Regions from separate parts of the Mus musculus genome. Here region 2 is linked to region 1. A link is a contact called in public HiChIP or PLAC-seq data. All regions are on one chromosome and are shown on one strand. Each heading gives the region's core, a stretch centred on a gene start, on an enhancer-like site or on the middle of the called end of the contact. The rest is flanking DNA. Distances are from core to core; before and after follow the strand shown. Region 1 holds the start of Hoxb4 (homeobox B4). Region 2 overlaps Skap1 (src family associated phosphoprotein 1).

Region 1 (2,885 bases), core at 264-2,763:
ATTTGGGGTTTTGTATTTTTTCTTAAAAAAAAAAAAGTCATGGGGGGAGGGGAGGGGCCGAGGGCACCCAGAAAGGCCTGATTCTGACTTCGAGGCAGCCTCGGGATGACCCTTCCTTCTTTTGTGCTTAGCTAATGTTTACATCTAATAATTCATGCGCCACCGAAAGTCGCGCGGCAGCCACGAGGTTCGAGTCCCTTTGCACAACAGCTGCCTTTTTAAAAAATCTTATTTTATTTTTTGAATAGAAAGTTGAAACCCCTTGTAATCCCAAGAACGGACCCACAGTGACTTTTCTGCTCCCAGATCTCAAAATTAAAACAAAACGAAATAAAAATGAAAACATTCAGATCACACCCAAAAGAAGAACGCACGGAAAGTAAGAGAACTGGAAATTTCCTGGGCCAAGAAGACCTGTCTGTCTTCTGTATATACCCTGTAGATCCGAATTTGTGTAAGGAATTTTGTGGTCACAAATTCGTATCTAGGGGAATATGTAGTTGACATAAACACTCCGCTCATATTCTTTCCCAGAAGAAAAATAGATTATTTTCTAAATGAGGACAATCCAGTGACTGCCTTCAAGAAGACTCCTTTTCTTTTCCTCCCTCAACCAATGAGGGAGAAATCTCATCTACCTGAGGTGTCCCCATGCACACCCCTGGAAGCTTGGGTCCTTGTTCACTCAAGAGATTAATGTTACTGGTGTTTTAAAATTTATCTTTAAGCCCCAACCTACCTATTCTTATTCTGGGTCCAGGGGGCTTTATTGGAAATCATGAGGAGGAAAAAAAGATTGCTGAAGGCTGCAGTGTGCAAAGGCAAAGGAAATTTGCTTTTTAAAAGGATGCGAAGATTGCTGTTTCGTTGAATTCAAGACAAGATGCCCTGAAAACATAAGGTTGCCATGGGTGTTCTTGTGCGTGTGATGTTGGTGGGGGCGTCACAGCTAGGGCTCCTTTACTTAGTATTCAAGGTTGTGAAATTTCTTTCTGCCACACTGACAGAGGCGGCGGCTTTAGCGGCAATTAGAACTCTTGGTTAGCATTGCTTCGACGAATCTGGAATTAGCAAATTACTATTCAATTGGTTTTAGGAACTTGCGGGTTTGGTTTGGTTTCATTGTATCTTCTGTCTTTAGTGGAGGGAGTCCAGCCGTTCCTCTGACCTTGGGCCTTGTGGGTTAAAGGGAGGGAGTGTTGAGGAGGACAGACTGACGGACACAGCCGATGCTCATAGTGCAGCTAAATGCGATTTGGAAGGCGAAGTCTCCCCGAATTAGTGCGTGAATTTCCTATCGATCTGCTCGCGGTTCCATTCATCTCTGACAAGTCCCTCTGCGCACCCGCCTTCTAGCTCCCGACGCCTCCTCACTCACCTCCTACCCCTCCCCATCTGGCTGCACTGAGAAGCCCCAAGCTCAGCGCCCCTATGACCTAGTGGGTACCCATTTCAAGAAGGCGCTCCCTGGTCGGCCAACCACTTAAAACCCCACACAGACACCTAGTGCGTGAGCTCCCTCTTATCCTGGGGAGGAGATGGGGCCCTATGGGAGTCAGAGAAAGGTTGGTGGAGATTAGGTAGGGCAGGGGTGGGGGCTACACCCGCAGCCCCAACTTCTGAGGGATGCAGGGTTTGTGCTCTGCCCAGCCCCCTCACCCCCAAACAGGCCCTCCAATTAACCTGCTCACTCTTTCTTAGTTCATCACCCCTCTCTGTTGTGGAGAAAGCCAGGCGAGGAGGGGGTCTCCCCGCGGGAGCCCTATGTAAATCCTGGTGTTGGGTGGGTGGGGAGGGGTAGAGAAGGGGAAATAAACCTCTTTGGCTGGAGTAGGGTCCGGGTGAGCAGATTTCCTTATCCGGGAATCGCAGGCCGGGTGGCCATTGGCTCGGAGGATCACGTGGGCCTCTAACTTTGTTCACTTGACAGTAAGTAGGAGGGCTTTCGGAAACAGGAAAACGAGTCAGGGGTCGGAATAAATTTTAGTATATTTTGTGGGCAATTCCCAGAAATTAATGGCTATGAGTTCCTTTTTGATCAACTCAAACTATGTCGACCCCAAGTTCCCTCCGTGCGAGGAGTATTCACAGAGCGATTACCTACCCAGCGACCACTCGCCCGGGTACTACGCCGGCGGCCAGAGGCGAGAGAGCGGCTTCCAGCCGGAGGCGGCCTTTGGGCGCCGGGCGCCGTGCACTGTGCAGCGCTACGCGGCCTGCCGAGACCCCGGGCCCCCGCCACCTCCGCCGCCCCCGCCGCCCCCGCCACCGCCCGGGCTGTCCCCTCGGGCTCCAGTGCAGCCAACAGCCGGGGCCCTCCTCCCGGAGCCCGGGCAGCGCAGCGAGGCGGTCAGCAGCAGCCCCCCGCCGCCTCCCTGCGCCCAGAACCCCCTGCATCCCAGCCCGTCCCACTCCGCGTGCAAAGAGCCCGTCGTCTACCCCTGGATGCGCAAAGTTCACGTGAGCACGGGTGAGTGCGTGGGCACCCCTTCCCCTCCCACCCCCGGCGCTTTACAGTGAAGGGACCTCCGAGGCATGTGGGGGAGGGAGCGAGGGGAAGCCAATTGTCCCCGCTATAAACTCGCCATTGCCAGAGATTTACGGTCTCCTGTTTTCAGAGCCACATAATTACATCGCCCATAAATTTTTATGGCCTAGTGGGCCCTGCGCCTTTGAAGTCATCCTCTTCTTCATTCTCCCAGCGACTTTTTCGCCAGGGATTCGCAGTCCCAGTAAAGTTGGAAGTTGGGGAGGGGTGTGGGAGGAGGGGAGGAGAAGGAAGAGGAGGAGGTAATCCCTATTTAAGCACAGAGTTGAATCAACTTCCTGGATTTCTTTTTTTTTTTTTTTTCCCCTTTCTTCCAATCTGGTACCTTGGCTGGAGA
Region 2 (2,885 bases), core at 162-2,661, 400 kb after region 1:
GTTTCAGCCGCAAATGTGCCTTTGATCCTTTCCTCCTATGAAGTCGCCGGAATTCAGATGAAATTTGTTGGGAAATCTTTATTAAAAGCCTAATCAAGCCAAGCAGTTTTATTGTGCTTCGAAATGAACCGTTCCTGTCTCTCCATCCTTCCTGTCCCCAGAGTATGCTCAGTGTGCTCGCTGGGTCCTGCAGCGGCCCCTCGGTGGTGGGGTGGGGGTGGGGGTGGGGGTTCCGGGAGCACACTGAAGGCAGAGAACAAGCTTCCCATCCCCCTATCAGAATTGAAACCAATCTTTCTCCCCGCCCTGGTGCTCACCAGTGCGGTAATGGCTGAACACCCCCTCCTCAGTGACCCACTTTGAGGTCATCCAGGCCGCAAAAGGACATGGTAACTGTGCTGTTTGGCCATTCCGTCTGGTCACACCACGGTTGTGTTTTCCCGTGCCCCCATTTCTTTTCTTCTGCTGCTTTTCCTCATTTGTTTTTCTTCCCTCTCCACGAACAAATTTGTCTGAATTCCACAGTGAGACCACCGGGAAATGAACGTCTGAGAGCTCAGACTCCGCCATATTGCCTGGGCTCTGTCACCCTGGCCAACTTGGAGCCATCGCTCACCGATCCGGTTTTCTGCTTGGCGAGCAGAGCATAGGACACAGGCAATGCCTCGCCTGGCCTATTTTCTTCCTTTCACCTTGCGTTTCCGTTCCCATACCCATACTTTTCTGGGCTGCTTCATCCTGACCACGTTTTATTGCCAGGGAGGATTTATGTTGGTGGGTTAAACCTGATGCAGTGACGGGCTGGCCTTTTCTGTAGATTTCCTGCCACTGAGGCCCGCATTAGAAATAACAGCCCTTAACCTAGTGTTTCATTTTCTCCTGACATGTTTTATTCTCATCCCTCCTCCTCTCTCACCTCCTCCTTTCCTATACTTCTTTTTTTTTCTATCTTTATTCATTCTTATCTTTGCTCCCGCTGCAGATCTTAGCTCCTTAACCATTCCCTTCGAAGAGGAGGAGGAGGAAGAGGAGGAAGAAGAGAAAGAAGAGGAAGAAATGTACAATGACGTCGATGGCTTTGACTCCCCAAGGTCTGGCTCCCAGTGCAGAGCCATGGCCTTGCCTGAGCCTACTGAGAAAGAGGAGGACATTTATGAAGTCCTACCAGGTAAGATACATCACCGGCTAACTACCCACCTCCTGCTGCTCAGAAAAACAACAACAAAAACAAAAAACTCTTGACATGCGAAAGAACGAAACAGCCCCCAAAGTTATCCCTATTCAAGGTTCACTGTCTGAAGGAGATGGTGTAAAAAGCCCGGTGACTCTGCCTTGTTCTGGGAACAAGATGAAATCCTCTTTCAGCGGTACCACGTGACGTGACGTCACTTGTTCTTGAGCCATGAAGGTTAAAGGCTAGAGACCACTCCCTCTGTTTCTCATTGGCTAGCTGTGAGTTTGGGGGTGCGTTCTCATAACTCTCTAGCCCTGGCTTACTTTCTGTAGAATCTGGAGAAGGATAAAGCATTGTCTCAAAGGTACGGAGGATTTCCAAAGTCTGGATTGTGCAGATGCCAACAATGGTCTTGATACAGTAAAACTCTGATAGAACACACCTCATCATCGCCCAGAGTCAAATCTCATCTCCTCAGAGTAAGCCTACCCTGCCTCGCCTCTCCCCGTGCTGGGGCCGGTTGACTCTGGAGCCCTCCCCTTCACAAGGCAGGCTCACTAGCATCTCAGAAAACGCACAGTCATCACTGTTCCCGCAGAGCCACTTCTGGTGGGAATCCAGCAGCTGGTGAACAGTACAGAACACAGTGGGGGTCAGACTGGAAAGCCGGAGCCTGAGCCTTTTAATTGTGAGGTATTTAGACAATGGGAAAGCTGAATCTTCAAGTCCATTCAGGAAGCGCTCCTGTGGAAATTTGCCAGGAGTTTAGTACTCTGCTAAGAAATTCAAATTAAGCCAAAATTTATAGCAATTTAAGCCTGCATCCCAGATGAACCTGGAAACTAAGGTGAACCCAACACTTAGGCCCCAGAAGACAGGGCCCCTTGCTAAAAGCATTATCAGTAAATAATTGCATCTCAAGGCTTCCTAAGAGGAGGACCCAGCCTTCTTAAGTAGGTATTCCCTATTTGTCTCTTGCCTGAGAGACAAGCGACGTCATTGCTCTCTGAGTCAAGTTGCAAGTCTGTGTGTCCTCAAAGCCCCACCAAGAAGTGTTCAATCCTCCTCAGTCCTCCAGCCTCTGCCAGACTCCACTTCCCCTGGCGGCGGCGGCGGTGGTGGTGGTTGTTGTTGTTGTTGTTGTTGTTGTGTTTTATTATGCAAATGATATCTTGGTTGAGGTCGAGCCATTTCTTGTGTCTGAAGTTAAAAAAAAAATGATAATTTCCTCAGCAAGTCATCGTCGTTAATGAAGTTTTACAAAAACAGATACAACCAAAGGAAAATAAAATTTCACAGGTGATAAATTTTTCCAATTTCCCTGGCAGAATTCGATAGGATTGTTAAATTAAGAGTGAAGGTGTCTGTTAGGAAGCAACGAGCGGTGATGGGTAATTTTATAGAGTGGAAAATTGAATCAAATTGCTACATTAAAACAGAGCTCCTCCGAGAATCTTCCTCCACAGCCTGTGCCATTGCAACAGCAGGGTGCAGAAAGCGATCTAATTCACCACACTCCCTAAAAGGAGATGCTCTCCCCAGCTTGGCCAGGATCTTCCTAGAGAGCTCACGCCAGCCCAGGTTCGGGGAAAGAGCCGGATGAGGCTTCACCTGAGGTTCCAACGATCTCCAAGCCACTCTGCCTTCTGGGCTGCAGAGAAAAGCTATGTGATGCCCAAAGAAGCCAGGGAGGATGAAACTGATGCTGGGG

What was found. HiChIP or PLAC-seq counts read pairs in DNA pulled down with a chosen protein or histone mark.
Region 2: an H3K4me3 HiChIP or PLAC-seq map of embryonic stem cells shows a contact between it and region 1, with 28 read pairs. The contact joins the enhancer-like site here to the promoter of Hoxb4 in region 1. A contact is called at or near these places in 10 of 39 promoter capture datasets (the C10 cell line, the HPC-7 cell line, cranial neural crest and 5 more), 1 of 15 datasets of contacts at CTCF or cohesin (large pre-B cells), 2 of 484 Hi-C or Micro-C datasets (embryonic fibroblasts and nephron progenitors), 17 of 115 datasets of contacts at active chromatin or transcription factors (bone marrow-derived macrophages, craniofacial prominence, embryonic basal ganglia and 9 more) and 3 of 9 other capture datasets (embryonic stem cells, liver and pancreatic islet).

The regions. Positions count from the first base shown.
Region 1 is chr11:96,316,754-96,319,638 of GRCm38.p6, forward strand. Hoxb4 (homeobox B4) reads left to right here and starts at 1,514. Exons shown (of 2, transcript NM_010459.7): 1 at 1,514-2,470. The coding sequence starts at 2,017. Mir10a (microRNA 10a) reads left to right here and starts at 412; the gene lies at 412-521. It also overlaps a transcript of Hoxb3 not described here.
Region 2 is chr11:96,712,035-96,714,919 of GRCm38.p6, forward strand. It overlaps Skap1 (src family associated phosphoprotein 1), which reads left to right. Exons shown (of 12, transcript NM_001177899.1): 9 at 983-1,168. Among named protein-coding and RNA genes, the nearest start is that of Snx11, 64 kb to the right of the region's middle. Within about 2 kb of position 1,412, at least 21 of the 459 cell types and tissues checked have an H3K27ac peak or open chromatin away from gene starts, as enhancers often do. A contact at or near this core is called in embryonic stem cells and stem cell-derived neural progenitor cells, where this site is marked.